4 separate regions of the Mus musculus genome follow, and regions 2, 3 and 4 are each linked to region 1. The links are chromatin contacts, called in public capture Hi-C and promoter capture Hi-C maps. All regions are on one chromosome and are shown on one strand. The core of a region is the stretch at or near the end of the contact, and the rest is flanking DNA. Distances in the headings are between cores, read along the strand shown.

Region 1 (3,633 bases), core at 476-2,975:
GGGAGAGGGACCTGGGACTGCAGCAGGACATCCCTAAGAGCCCTGGGTGGGAACCTAGGGAGAAAGTGTTCCTGAAATCCTGCAGTTGTCCTTAGTGAGCTGGGGAGGGGTGGACTTTCCTAAGGTTTATGAAAGGGACAATCCTGCTGAGAAAAGAATAGTTAAGAGCAGATTGGGAGGGCTGGAGAGGTGGTCCAGTGGTTAAGGATGTGGACCAGTCTAACGCAAGGCCAAAGTTAGGTTTCCAGCTCCTACATTCAATAGTTCACAACTACCTGTAGTCTCTTGTTCCTGGGGTTCAAGTACCCTTTTCTGGACTCTGCAGGCACAGTGCTCATCTGCAGAAACACACACACACACACACATTAAAATAAATCTTTAAGAGAAACAGTTGCTTTAGTCAGGCATGCTTTGCTGGGTGGATGTCAGTCTAAGCACACAGGATTCTGAAGACACAGAAGTCTGAATTCAGGGGTGCCTATGCAGGAGGGTGACAGCTGTGCTAGGTGACAGCACATGTGGTCTCTGTTTAGTTCTAAGGTGATGACCACACCTAGGCAGCATAAGAGCCCGGAGATGGAGGAGGCTGCTCATGAGGATGTCAGTGGAGGAAGAAGTGAAATTAGGTGACACTCCACAGGAAGATACTAGAGGAAAGAAAAGGAAAGAAAGGAGGGGAGGGGAGGGGAGGGGAGGGGAGGGGAGGGGAGGGGAGGGGAGGGGAGGGGAGGGGAGGGGAGGGGAGGGGAGGGGAGGGGAGGGGACAATGCTGCCCTGGGATCAAAAATGCCAGGAAGTTTGGAGAGGCTAGCGGGGCAGATGAGAGAAGCATTTCTGGCGGGGGCCCACTGTCCAGGGACATCCAAGAGCTTAGCCGAGCAAATTTAGATCTGGGGATGACAGAGCCAGGTGTGTGTGAGGGGGATGGGGCGTAGAGACTGAGTCGCTGACTCAGTCAGGGCAAGCAGTGACCAGGGTGGCGGGCAGCGTGGAGGAGGCTGACCTTTGGAGCAGCTTGACAAAGGGCTAGCCACTCATTTCTAGGCTGTGTTCTCAGCTCATCTAGTGTGAGCCAGCCCACATGAATTTGAGAAGTGCTTCGGAGTAAGCCCTGCAAGGAGCTCGAGTTCTGGAAAAAGTCCAATTCTTAAAACCAATTCGGGTTCTGGAAGGCGATCCGGTTCTGGAAGCACAAGGAGGTCAAGGAGAATGTAGGCTCTGGAAACAAAATGCATAACCAGGTCCCGGAGGCGAGGTTTCTGGGGGCGGTTCTGGAAGCAAGGGGACCGCAGCGGCGCTTTGCCTCTTAGTGCCGGGAAGAAAGCAGGCATTGTTTTAGAATCAGCACAAGCACTTGTCTCTAACAAACCGTTTAAAAAACCCCATTGTAAACATTTTTGGAGCAATCCTGGAGGGTCCCGTTGCCGGGGTGACGAGATAAAGCCTTGAAGTCCCTGCAGAGGCTGCAGCGGCTCTTGGTCGCCGCCCCCAGTTCTGCTTGTCTTTTCCTAACTTTCTCCGCACGCCTAACACCTAGCGTTGCGCATGCGTACCCTGATCGGCGAGCGGCCCTGGTTGCTAAGAGTTACCAGATCCCTTACCTGGAGCCCGCCTTTCTCTCACTCTGGTTGGTAGTAGTTTCTATCCATCGGAGTAGCCCTCACCTCTGATTGGACAACATCAAGTTTTGCAGGCGGGGCCCGCGCTCTGCCGCACCGGTCAGTCGGACCCTCCAGGAGGGGGACAGTCGGAGCAGCGCGGCTGATCCTCCCTGGAGCGCGAGGGGCCTGCTGCTCGCAGCCTCTCGGAGTCAGCGTCCGAGCGAGCAGCGATGATCCTTGAGGAGAGGCCAGATGGCCAGGGCACTGGCGAGGAAAGCTCTCGGCCGCAGGACGACGGCAGCATCCGCAAGGTGGGGGCTGAGCAGGGATATGGGTCTTCAGCCTCCTGCCCCGCGCTGTGCAGTGCGGCCTTCCCGGCCTTTCCTTCCTGGGACCCGCTCCCCTGAATGCCAGGTGGGGATACTGAGGTCCCAAGGAGAGACCAGAGCCGGTGTTCCAGCCCGATGGGAGTAACACTGGAGCAGTCACGGTCTAGATGGTTCCCCTGAAGCTAGAGAACCCCTTGGGTCTCAGAACCAAGAAGTTGGTTCTGATGGGTGACAACCCCCACTCCCTCACCTCCACAAGCAAGCACGTGTTTTTTTCTGACGTCTAGAAAGCCTCCTTCTCTAACAGTGTCTTCTGCGTGCCCCGCTGTAGGAGTCAGTGTCCATTAGTGGTTAGATTGTGACAGCAGACAGCAAAAACCTTCGGAACTTCACGGGGAAGCCTGACTACTTTTCCCCAACATACATCCCCTCCAAAGCTCCTGAGTCTGGAGATGAGGGTGCCTGGGCTTCCAGGAACACAGGGGTGAAGTGGAAACTAGTTTGCTCTTTGCCTAAGGGATATTATGTTAACCTTCTCTGCTTCTCCGGTCTGGGTATTTCCTAGGGGTCAGTGAGTGTTTGGGTTTCTTAGTATGTGTGTAGGCTCTGGGGTACTCCTGCCCATCCCCAGGGGCTGCTAAGCAGAAGCTGCTGTCACAACACTCCCGGGTGTTCCCATGGCTCTTTGCCCACCTTCCTTCCTGGTGTCAGATTGTACTTTGTTGCTGGCTGATTCTATCCAGTGTGTGTGTGTGTGTGTGTGTGTATCAGGTCTCCTGGAGGAGAGGGAGGAGAGGGAGAGGAAGAGGAAGAGAGGAAGGCACTGGGACTTGGACAGAACCCTCAAGGGCTCCATCCTAACCAGGCATGCCTGATACCACAGTGACTAGCTCAAACTGGGGAGGGGTTAGATTGGAGAGAGGGAAGGAGGGAGGGAGGGAGACGGAGTCAGCCTGCAACATGTTCTCCAGGAACTCTTCTTCCTAGGGTGGCCATGCCTTTCAGGTGCCCTGTGGAGGAAGTGCATGTTGCATTGGTCAGCCTCCCTGTGGATAGTGTGGGACTCCCCCACCCTGAGCTGACTCAGTAAGAGAAGCCTGGGAAGGCTTAGGATTGCTCTGTTCCTTCTTTCTATTCCCAGGCCTGTGTGGGGATAACTGTGTCCCCCCGCCCCCCACCTTTTGCTAATCCTTGAGGACCAGCCCAGTACAGGTCACTGGGTCTTTGAGTGGGAGGTTTTGTTTCTCTGACCCCCATGCCTTTCCTCCCTGGTCGTGGCCAGGCCCTGTTCTGGTTTGGCCACTGCTGCTGCGATGTCTGTACTGATGGCAAGTTCTCCCAGAGTTAGACAAGAGTAGCCACCATGGAGGTCAGCCATGGTTAGACGGCCTTTGTTTCCAGAGGGTGGGGAGATCATACCGGGATAGAGAGAGATGGTTACTTAGCACCTGTGCCCTCCCTGCTGAGCACTTCCTTCAGCCCAGTGTGGAAAACTGGGTGTGGGCTATCAGCTTCCAGAATCCATCCAGCCCAGCTTATCTTGCCTTTCCACCAAAACAGGTTAGGAAGCTGGCTTGGCCTCCATAAGTGAACCAAGGTTAAAAAGGGCAAGAACAGGCCCAGGGTCTGGGGCTGGTGAAACCTCAGAGTGGCTAGCTGCTGCAGCTCCCTAGCAGGTGGGGGAGGGACTGAGGCTATCGGCC
Region 2 (3,633 bases), core at 424-2,923, 970 kb before region 1:
CCTAGATTCCCCTTTCTCTAGGACCACTGAAGCCTTTGATGTACAAGGGACACCTATGGCATCTTGAATTGGTCTGTGGGAGGATTTGTATGTTATATAGAATGTAAAACACAAGTTGTAAGACAGCTTTACAAGGACTTCCAGAAAAACTTCAGGGGCCTCCCATGATGAGGGGAGAGGGGGAAGGGTGGGGGCTAATGGCCTGGACAGAAAGTCTCTTGGCAGAAATGGTGGGATGATGGTGCAGGCTGTGTGGGGACCCAGATGGTCAGGGATCCGTGGTCAGAAAAGGGGATCCCAGTTCTGTCCCACGCAGATCCTACTGACCAATCTCCAGGGAGTAGAGCGTAGTCTTGCACATGGTTTCATTGATGTGGCAGTGGGTGGTGGTGACACAGTTGGATGCACTCACAGGATTCGCACAGGTGTAGCACTGTAAGGCCATAGCTAGGAGAGGAGGGATGAGAGGGCAGTGAACAGGCCTTCCTGTCTCAAAAGCCCAAAATGTCTTCACCCAATGTCCTGCTCTGCCATGGAGGCTTAGTCTCAGAAGACAAGGACACTAACCAGGGACCAGATGCCCACTAACCAAGCTCAGGGGAGACAACATGACCATTGAATCAGGGTCTTACAGAATGTGCCCCTGGAATAGTGGGCTCAGCCTGGGACCAGGATGGGGACAGCTGATTTGGAATAATCATCAAAACACACACACACACACACACACACGCACACGCACACGCACACGCGCACACGCACACGCACGCACACGCGCACACGCACACGCGCACGCGCGCGCACACACACGTACATTCACGCGCACACCACAACCGCAGATCGGTGTGAGCAGACATTGTTAAGGCAGACGCCCTTGCACTTCCTCATCACCAAATGCCCTTCTGCTGAAGTGCTGCCTGTCATGGGGGTCAGACAAGCAGGTCCTTGGAACACTGGGTGGGAGCTGCACAGAGGAGTTCACAGGTACCAGCTTGGCAAAGGTGTCTTCCCTGAGGGGAGGGCTGCGGGTGTAGAGCCTGGCTGGAAGGCACTGTACAGTCTTGCTAGCATTCCAGACCCAATCCCAGAAGCCCCAGGAAGCCTAGCTTGTCTCCAATCAATTCAGACACACAGGGAAGTCATCCCTCCCCCAACCCCACACAGACAGTGACCTGGTAGGGCCTCTGCCTCTGGTTCAGTCAACCTCTCCAAGAACTGTATGGAACAGCCTGGCTTGAGCCCTCATCACTGAGCACATAACGGGCTGACAGTCAACATCATGTCGCCACTTGTTTGTCTCACCCTGTCTCTGGATATTTCTGGATGTCCTTTCCCCAATTACATGTCCATCATATCCAGAGTCCCAGGCCATCTGCCCCAGCATCCGAGATCTCCCCTCTTCTCCTGCTGAAAGGCTTGCACTAGCAAACACACCAGTATCCTGAGGCTCTCCGCTGGCACCTAGGGCTTTGGTGCCGGCTTCTGCCCGCCTGGCCGGTCCCGGCTCAGCGTTCTCCTTCTCTGAAACTCCCCCATGAGAAACTCTCTCTGAGAATAGTCCTGGGGCCCGCTCCCGTGCTCCCCCATGCTCACCAAGCTCCCCGAAGGTGCCCAATATCAGTGCCAACAGCACCATCCAGGTCCCCTGCATGGTCGAGGTCCTCACTCAGGCCTGCCTGGTGGGGAAATGCCTACAGCGGTGGTCTGACCGGTTGGCTAAGCAGATTAGAGGAGGATCAGATTTCTGGAGGGCCTGCCCTGCTTCCTCACCCACACCCCATTCCCCAGGGCTCCCTGGGGCTCCCTCGGACCCTACCCAGCCCTCTCAGACTGTTCGAGCTCCACCCCTCAAAGCTGCTGTTCCACCCTTCCCAGGCCCCTCTCCTCCCCATAGGTTATGGGTCGTCTTTCTTTTCCCACTGGGGACCCTTCCACACCACCCTACAACTCCTAGCCAAGAAAATCTTCCAGATTCCTTCTTCCAGGACAGGTCAGGGGTCTTCAGGCTGCACAGAATGGGACAATGGGAGCTGGGCTCTCCTGCACTTTTCCAGCTGTGGTAAAGAGCTTTTACCTTGTGGCCTTCTCCAGAGCTTTGGCCCAGCAGCTCTTGGATGGAATCTTTCCAAGATGATCTTGCACCTCCCAGCTCCTCTGAAGTGGTCAGGGGGAAGGTGGGGTGTGCCAAATTGCCACTGACAACCAGCCCAGAGTTTACTCAAAGGCCTAAGGAACAAAGACAGAACTTGCTTGATCAACAGGAAGGTGTTTTGGAGGATGGGTGAGCTGGGGAGGCCCAGGGTTGCTTTGGGGGACACTGTTTCATGTTTCCTGGAGGGCCATCCACTCTCGGCTTGTCTGCACACCTTGATCTCCAATGGCTCATAGGCTGATCTTAGGCAGGACTTTCCTGGGCCCCTCCACCTCCTCCTTCCTCTCTCCACTGAAGGTCAAGAGGTAGGGACAGCAATTCGAAACCCGTGGGTCTTGATCCCTTTGTCAATCCTCTATCTTTAAAAAAAAATTACATTATGATTCATAACAGTAGCAAAATTACAGTTATGAAGTAGCAACAAACATAATTTTAAGGGTGGGGGTCACCATAGCATCAGGTCTGCCTGTCTGTCTGTCTGTCTGTCTGTCTGTCTGTCTCTCTCTCTCTCTGTGTGTGTGTGTGTGTGTGTGTGTGTGTGTGTGTGTGTGTGTGTGTGTGTGTGTGTGTATGTGTAGAGTGTAGTGTCCTTGCCCTAGACAGAATGCTATGACAGGGATCCCCATGACCTGGCAGCACCTGGCTCGTCCTGATTTCCCACAGGTATCTTCCTAGAGTAGCTTGTCCCAGCTGAGACATGTAGGGGTGGGGAGCATATCTACCTGCCTGACTCTGCTAGTGGTAAAGACCACACTGTTGCTGGGCTTCCCAGGTGTCTCTTTGTCCAGCATCCCAACCTTACTCCTACTCTGGCTTTGTTCTTGTTATGCCCCCAGCAAGGTATGTCCACTCTTGCCACTGCCCTCAGGAGCTCCACTGGGGTCTGGCTTCACCCTGCATGGGAAGGTCCTCATTTGCCTAGGCTCTGGACCAACCTCTGTACTTCCCAGGGCTTTCCTAGCCTGGCATGAGTCAGACGCTCAGCCTGCCAACTGTATTTTTCCTTGTGACAGTTCTGGAGGGACAGAGCACTAATTAATTTTAGAGTGGATAAAGAAACTAGGTTCTGAGAAGTTAATTGACTAAGACAAGGTCACCTAGCAAGCCGGGTGGCATCCCAAGCCTGTCTGATTTTGCAAATCATTCACCACGAATGGCTGTGACCACACAGCTGTGGGGACGGATGGGCTGAGGTTAACTGGATTAGACAGCCCCAATTCACACCCATGTGTGTCCTTTGGTCAAACCCGATTTCTCCACCGCACCCAACTCAGCTCAGCTCCTTTCTGTCCTTGGGCCCAGGGCCTCCAACTCTGCCTCACCCCCTGGAATATACCCGACCCCCTAAGTATCACTCCTAGAATTAACACCCACCCAAGTGGTACCTGGGAAGTTCCCGTCTTGGGGCAGGGAGGAATGTAGCCTAGCCAGGGTCTGGGCTGGCTCCGTCTGGGAGGCCTCTGCTCTGAGAGGTCCACGTCCTT
Region 3 (3,633 bases), core at 451-2,950, 820 kb before region 1:
TGTCACAGTCGTTTGCTGACCTGGCGGTGCTGGAAACAGAGGGAAGAGGGTCATTTACTGAGTCCTGTAAAACCCACTCCTGGCCCCGTCAGCAAACCCAGGTCACCTGCAGCCTCCAGTTCAAAGGGTCAGACAGCCAGATGTCAGTAGGGTTAAACTCAGGAGGTAACCAGGTTCAGGGCTCAGGATGTGGCCAGGATTAAGGCTTAGTATGTAACCAGGGTCAGGGCTCAGAGTCATGAAGATCCAGGCTCAGAGTGTGACCAGGATCAAGGTTCAGAGTATGATGAGAATTGACTCAACGTGGGACCCGGGATCAGGGCTCAGGAATATGACTAGGGTTACCCACTCCCCTACCTCCTCCTTTCCTTTTTGAGTAGCTAGCGCTCTTGGCAACAGTTAGAATTGCATGCTATATGTGCCTGTTCTGCACACAGTAGCCCATTTGGAAATGGGTTTTCCACTCTTTCTAAGCCAGCAGTGTTGGGTTTCATTTTGCAGGGAGGACTGGGATACTCAAAACATTTTCCTGAACAGTTGCAGGAACCTCTCAGGGCCATATCTGCCCGGCTTCCCCAACTCTACTAGCAAGCTTTGCCTTAGCTGGTATCCCCAGGTATCAGATTCAGGTTCTGTCCCCTGACCCACCTACTTAGGACCAAGATACTCACTATACCAGTTGGTCAAGCAGTAGAGGCTCTGGCTGGAGCAAGTCTTAGGCTTGTAGCAGTCCTCTATACCACTGCATTCATGACACTTCAACGCCTGGGCTGGAGAGACACAGCTGGGGTCAGAGACAGAGGCACTCGATAACCACACCAGACAGCACAGGACCCAGCTCTGAGGAAACACTGACCACCAAGTAGCCCATCCTGTTCTCCAGCCACCCACATGGACAGCCTCCCTCCCAGCAACCAGACTGAGGTGCCAGCACATAGGGCCCTGACTCTGGGACAGAAAACCAAGACTCTGAGCAAACAGCAGTCCATGCTGCTGGCCATATGTCACAGAATGTCACCAGGCAAATGATGCTAATTCCACAAGACTTTGCAAAAGAGACAGCAAGTCTAGCAGGACGGCTAGGCTTAATGGAAAAGGTGAGTAGGGGGACCAGTGAATAGAGGCACTTGTTGCCAAGCTTGAAGACCTGAGTTCAAATCTCCAAAATCCACAGTGGAAGAGAATTGGTTCCAACAGGCTGCCTTCTGACTTCCACATGCACACTTTGACATGATCACATGTATACACACACACACACAAAAGGGAAGAGGGAGGAGAAGGGGAGAGGGATGGAGATGGAGGGGAGAGGGATGGGGATGGAAGGGGAGGGGAGAGGGACGGGGGGGGGGGAGAGGGATGGGGAGGGGAGGAGGAAAGAGAATGTTAATATACTATAAGAATTTTAAGGTGAGTGGAGGTACCCATGAAATGACTCTGTGTCTAGACTGTGGGGCCTCCAGCAAGTCCGGTGCCCTATGCCAACACCTCCTCTGGACAGCAGGACCGCATCATCTGGGGGAGGGGGGTGCAGATCCAGCCAGGTCACCCCACACCTCAGGATGCCAACCAAGGACAGGATGCTAGACAGGGGTTCCCACTTCCTTGCTTACCAGAGGATCCCAGCAGAATCAGGGGCAACAACCAAAGCAGGTGAGTCCTCATCTTGGGCAATGAGAGCAAGCAGAGCTCGTGTCTCTGTCCAGCTAGCACTGGACCAGCCTGTCTTTATATCCCTCTTGCTCTGTGGGTGGGGCCTTGGTCCGTCTCTCACTCCTGACTACCTACATGTGTCATCTCTGGGTGTGTGGTTGGGAGGTAAATACCTCCAAGAATTCTTTATCCAGCGCTCCAAACCCTCTCCCGTACCCATCCTCCCTTTCCCCTGCTCCCTACAAAGCCCCCAACCCTGACTCCAGTCAGCTGCACAGCGCTGACTCTAACCAGGCCTTCACTGAGGAACCATTGTCTGCTCTTTGCCCATCTTTTTAAAAAAAAGTACCAGGCACGGTTGAAACACACCAGCAAAAGAATCCCAGATCAGAGAGCCCATAAGGGGGCATCCTCTCAAAGCTCCACTCCTTGGTGTATAGATGCCATTTCCCCCTCATGTCCCCAAGGCCTCTTTGGGTCCCTCAGCTCCTCCAACAAGCCCAGTGAGGTTACTCTCCATGGCCTGTGAGGAGATAGAAAAGGAATCAATAATGATATTCATTCAATAAACAGAAAAGAAAGGAGACACCATGGAGAATCATGGGTTGGGGATGCTTGGCGTTGGTGGGCTGGGGATGCTGGGGGTCATCAGGCTGGGATGCTGAGCTTTGGTGAGATGAAGATATTGGGGTCCAATAAATTGGGGATACTGGACATCAGTTAGTTGGGGAGTTAAAAGCAGCATACTGGGATTGTGGGAGACAAGGGGTCGGAAGGGGGTCAGTGACCACTGGCTGACCATTGATTGAACAGGACTCAGCTCTGTAAAGATATTTAAGCATCCCAAGTGTAGAAATTGGTCTTTCTTCCCAACTTAAAGCATTCTAGGTATCCATTGTGTCTCCATATTATAACAAAGAAAGGGGAAACAGCCAGGTCACAATGAAGTTTAGGGCTTCTCACCCCCTGGATGCTGTGTCTGCCTGTTACTAACAATTTTTTCCATGGCAGACTTGAGGCTCCAAGATAAAGAAAGCACCCTTCTGTGCCACATGCTCCTGTCTGGCTCCGCTATGCACAGTGACAGCTATCACTCTCCTGAGGACCAAGCAATATTTAGACAGGCTAGTAACCATACCCATCCTAGACTGTCATAGGCAGACACATTGGTCAGGACTCAGGAAACACCAGTGTCAGGGTCACATCCCACCCATACCTCCACCATCAACAGGCACAGCAACCTTCTGCACTGGGGCAGCATTCAAGCACACAGGGAAGTGGCAGACCCCTTAGCAATTCCCAGACAAAACAGTCTGCAGTTGAAAGCTGTGTGACCTCTGCCACTCTGCTGTCACGTTTACCTTCTCTAAACTAATGAGGAGTCAGGGGTCAGCCCAATGAGGCACAAGTTTCCTGATAAGGATCTTGGGCAACACCTTGACCAGTCATAGCTGCCAGTCTAGAAAGCCTGTTTGTTGTCTTGGTCCTCTAGACAACCTTCCCAGAACAGTAGAAAGTCATAATATCTGCAGAACATTGGGAGCTGTGTACATTCCGAGCCTAGAACATACAGGTACACTGTCTCACCCTAGGGTTGTTTACCAGAGTGGAATAAACTAAAGATTTAGGCATAGGAAGATGACACTGGGAGCCTTAAATGTCATAATGGAACCTTCACAGGAGTGAGGCAGATGGCTGGGAAGAAGGCTCAGTCAGCAGAGTTTTGTGTTTGCAAGCATGAGCACCCGAATTTCATCCTCAGAACCCATGTGAGAAGCTGGGCGTGGTGGTATGTGCTTATAATCCCAGCATTAGGAGAGTAGAGATAGACGGATTCCTGGGATTTGTGGGGCAGTCAGTCTAGCCTACTCAGTGACCTCCAGACCAGTGAGAGAGCCTGTCTCAAAGAGAAACAGAGAGAGAGAGAGAGAGAGAGAGAGAGAGAGAGAGAGAGAGAGAGAGAGAGAGAGAGAGAATGTTTAC
Region 4 (3,633 bases), core at 608-3,107, 740 kb before region 1:
AAGAAGACCTGAAAAGATTCTACAGCAGAAGGCCTGTGTCGCCACCAAAACCCCTCCCCCTGGTATCATTGTACCCACCTTGTACTCTGTTCAGGAGGCTGCCCATGGAGGACTGCCACCCCTCCAGATGAAGGCTCCCACTACCCGATGCAGTTGAGTCCCATCCTGCCCTCTCTGCCCACACTGGCTTCCTGCTGCTATTCTAGTGCCTCAAATAAACCGTTCACACCCTTTCCTGCTATGTCCTGGTTGTCCTTAACCCGTCTTCCCCCTCCGGTCCAAAGGGACCTGGGGATCCTGCAGGCCCACAGCCCTGCTTAAGCGATTCTGAAAGACCAACCCCGATACAGTGATACATTCCTATGATGCCATCATAGCAGAAGCAGAGGTCTCTGGGAGGCCAGCCTGGTGCATAGCAAATCCCAGGAATCTAGGCCCATTTAGTGAGACAGGCCTGAGAGAAAAGAGAGAGAGCAAAGGCAGAGAGAACTTGAAAGTGTGCTGTCTCAGGCTGAAAGCTGAGAAGTACAGCTACCCATAAAGGCAGGCCCATCAGGCTGGTCACACATTCCCAAGCTTTGTCTGCCCCAGAGACTTCAGAGGCCTGCTGTTGCCACTTGTCCTTCATAAACTACCCTGTAGTCTAAGCCATGGGAGTCTGGCCCAGGCAAGTGATACTTGTCCACCCTATAACTGGCTTTGCTTTGCTTTCTGGTATTTTAAGACGGTCTCGCTATGTTAAGACTAGCTGCCCCAAACCCAGAGCAATCCTCTTTGAGTGCTGGAATTAAAGGCATGCACCACCACACCTGGCCCTTAGACTTTTTTGTTTCTGAGGCAGGATCTCACTTGAACGTTAGGTACTGGCATTACAGGCAGATGCTACTACACCTGGCTTCCTGGGGTTCAGTGCTGTGAGTATTATGGACACTGATGGAGAAGCTCCTGAGTCTGGGTGCCTAAGGAAGCTATTTCTCAGCTGTTCCTAAGCTTCTGGGCTGTTGGGTGATACCATAATGGGATAAGATCCACACAGATCCTGGCTGTGGTGATATCCGTGTCTGAGGAATACTGCCCAGTGGGGGTCAGACACAGGGACAACACAGGGGCTCAGGGTGAATTTCTAAAATCTATGTAGGCATTGGCTTTGTGCCATGATTCTCAAGACCAGGGTTCCCATGACGTATAGCCTGAGGGTACAAGAAGGAATTAGCCTCATACCAGGTAGCTCAGCTACCTGAAAAGGACAAACTTTGGGGAAATGTCACCGGGACAGCACCTGAGACTCAGAAAGTATGCTTTGTTCCTAGAATATTGAAAGGCCAAATGGAGAAAGGTGGGAGCCAAATCTTCTGCAAGGAGCTTGGGCTGCCTCAGTGTAGACAGTATCCACTGTGGTGTTCAGGACAGATCTGAGTAAGGTTTCTAGAGACTGGCTTGTCTGTGGTCCCAGCAGATCTAACCACCAAAAGCAGTATGAGGGAAGACACCTGGGTTAGACTCCCGGGACATGGGAACCAGAAGGGCACCAGGCAGTGACAGGGACACGTAACAAGCTCTGGTTTTCTCCCTATCTTGATTTAGCTTCCATATTGTGATGGAGTGGTGTCACAAGGCTCAAGAGTTGAGGCCACACGTGATCTGGGATCCTCTGCTCTAGTCTGGAGGGCGTGATGGTTTCAAGGCTAAAAACTGGGACAGTGAGTGGTCTGCTCTGATTCCTCTCAGGAGAAGAATGGGCAGAAGGGGCTTGAGTTCCAGGAATGACCTGAGGAGAAGGGAGGGTGAGGATTGGAAAGAGGAGGGAGAACTGGAAGCAGGGGAGGGAGGGGCCAGGGGCCAAGTTTCACTTCCCGAAAGCAGAATCGAAAGTATCCCAGAGTTAAGTTTCAATTTCATGAAGCTTGGAGGTAGGAAGGGTGTGGAAAGAGGGAGGAAGGGTGAATGGGGAGGGAAGGGTGCACACTGCACCTCTAAGAAGGCTGTCCAGGTTTGGAGCCACCAGCCTCACTCATACCAGATTCGAATGCTAGATCTGATCCCACATGATCCAATATGTCTCTGATTTGTTCTGGGCCCATTCTACCTCCAGACCCTGGCCAGCTTTCCTATTATTGCTGCTAGTTAGTGATCAGTGACCAGTGACCAGGGCTTCCCCAGTCTGATCCTGCTAGCCTGCCCCAACCAGCAAGTGCTTAGCTACCTCCCTTCTGTCCCAAGGGCTCCAGTGACAGACTAGAGATTGAGGACTGCAACCTCAGGTGGACGCCTCTCCACCTGAGCATCATCCAACCAACTAAGTATCCTCAGGCAAGATCAAAGCAAAAGATGAGAGAAATTTCCCTACTAGGGCTCCCTCTAATAAACAGAGCATATGCAGGAAAAGCCTACTCTGTACCAAAGTATAAAAGGCAGGGGCGATGTAAAGGTCTCGTAAAGGGGTCTATACTTCATGGTGGATGCTTTGGGGGCTCTGTCCCCAGCTCAGTAGCCCACTCTCATTCCTGGGAGTCTGTTGCTTGTCTAAACTCTATCTTTAATTCTAACCATCTGGTTCCAATCTTTTGTTCTGAGACATAGGAGTCTAGAGTGCACTAATGCAAGAGGTGTTTTGTTTGTTTGTTTGTTTGTTTGTTTGTTTACTACTTTAAAAAATTGAATCTTATTTTTTTATTTTAATAAACTTTATTATTTAAAAAAGCGTGCAGATCAGGGGCTGGAAAGATGGCTCAGCAGTTAAGAGCACTGGCTGCTCTCCCAGAGGACCCAGGTTCCATGTCCTGCACCCACATGGTGGCTCACAACTGTCTGTAATGCCAGTTTACAGGGATACCCATCCTCTTCTATCCTCTAGGGGCACTGCATGCATGTGATACACAGACAGACAGACAGGTAGACAGACAGACAGACAGGCAAACCACTTAGACACATAAAATTAAAATCTTTTTTTTTAAAGCTTTCAAACAAAACCACGATACATCAAACATTAACCAGACCCAAAGCCTAGACGACGTAATGAACTTACATGCAGTTAGAACTGGCATTTGAAATGGAAGCCGTGAAGCTCAGCATTAAATTTACACTTCCAGTACCAAACATTCTATGCATTGTTAGTTAGGGTTACCGTTGCTGTGATGAAACACCATCACCAAAAGCAATATGGGGAAGAGAGGGCTTATTTGACTTATACTTCCACATCATAGTGCATCACTGAAGGAAGTCAGGCGAGGCAGGAACCTGGAGGCAGGAGCTGATGCAGAGGCCATGGAGGAGTGCTGCTTACTGGCTTGCCCCTCATGGCTTGTTCAGCCTGCTTGCTTTCTTCCTCCTCCTCCTCCTCCTCCTCCTCCTCCTCCTCCTCCTCCTCGTCCTTTTTTTTTTGAGACAGGGTTTCTCTGTATAGCCCTGGCTGTCCTGGAACTCACTCTGTAGACCAGGCTGGCCTCGAACTCAGAAATCTGCCTGCCTCTGCCTCCCAAGTGCTGGGATTAAAGGTGTGCACCATCACTGCCCGGCTCAATCTGCTTTCTTAAAGGACCCACGACCGACTGCCTGCCCAGGGATGGCCCCACCTGCAATGGCCTGGGCCTTCCCCCGTCAATCAGCAAGAAAATGCTCTTCGGGGCTTGCCTA

Evidence for each region. Promoter capture Hi-C pulls out the DNA fragments that hold promoters and counts their contacts. Capture Hi-C pulls out chosen DNA fragments and counts their contacts.
Region 2: a contact with region 1 is called in a promoter capture Hi-C map of embryonic stem cells, with 2.8 times the contacts expected there. The contact joins the promoter of Lypd2 here to the promoter of Rhpn1 in region 1. A contact is called at or near these places in 2 of 39 promoter capture datasets (both in embryonic stem cells).
Region 3: a contact with region 1 is called in a capture Hi-C map of embryonic stem cells, with 3 times the contacts expected there. The contact joins the promoter of Ly6m here to the promoter of Rhpn1 in region 1. A contact is called at or near these places in 2 of 39 promoter capture datasets (embryonic stem cells and hippocampal neurons), 1 of 115 datasets of contacts at active chromatin or transcription factors (microglia) and 1 of 9 other capture datasets (embryonic stem cells).
Region 4: a promoter capture Hi-C map of liver shows a contact between it and region 1, with 3 times the contacts expected there. The contact joins the enhancer-like site here to the promoter of Rhpn1 in region 1. A contact is called at or near these places in 3 of 39 promoter capture datasets (cranial neural crest, hippocampal neurons and liver) and 1 of 115 datasets of contacts at active chromatin or transcription factors (astrocytes).

Annotation. Positions count from the first base shown.
Region 1 is chr15:75,702,563-75,706,195 of GRCm38.p6, forward strand. It overlaps Rhpn1 (rhophilin, Rho GTPase binding protein 1), which reads left to right and starts at 1,726. Exons shown (of 15, transcript NM_001163465.1): 1 at 1,726-1,912. The coding sequence starts at 1,832.
Region 2 is chr15:74,732,640-74,736,272 of GRCm38.p6, forward strand. Lypd2 (Ly6/Plaur domain containing 2) reads right to left here and starts at 1,674. Exons shown (of 3, transcript NM_026671.1): 1 at 1,591-1,674; 2 at 328-447. The coding sequence starts at 1,648. It overlaps Gm33124 (a long non-coding RNA gene), which reads left to right and starts at 2,242. Exons shown (of 3, transcript XR_384182.2): 1 at 2,242-2,278.
Region 3 is chr15:74,880,004-74,883,636 of GRCm38.p6, forward strand. Ly6m (lymphocyte antigen 6 complex, locus M) reads right to left here and starts at 1,701. Exons shown (of 3, transcript NM_025929.2): 1 at 1,611-1,701; 2 at 672-770; 3 at 1-29. The coding sequence starts at 1,662.
Region 4 is chr15:74,959,099-74,962,731 of GRCm38.p6, forward strand. It overlaps Ly6e (lymphocyte antigen 6 complex, locus E), which reads left to right. Exons shown (of 4, transcript NM_001164036.2): 4 at 1-806. Among named protein-coding and RNA genes, the nearest start is that of Ly6e, 5.9 kb to the left of the region's middle. Within about 2 kb of position 1,858, at least 77 of the 459 cell types and tissues checked have an H3K27ac peak or open chromatin away from gene starts, as enhancers often do. A contact at or near this core is called in liver, where this site is marked.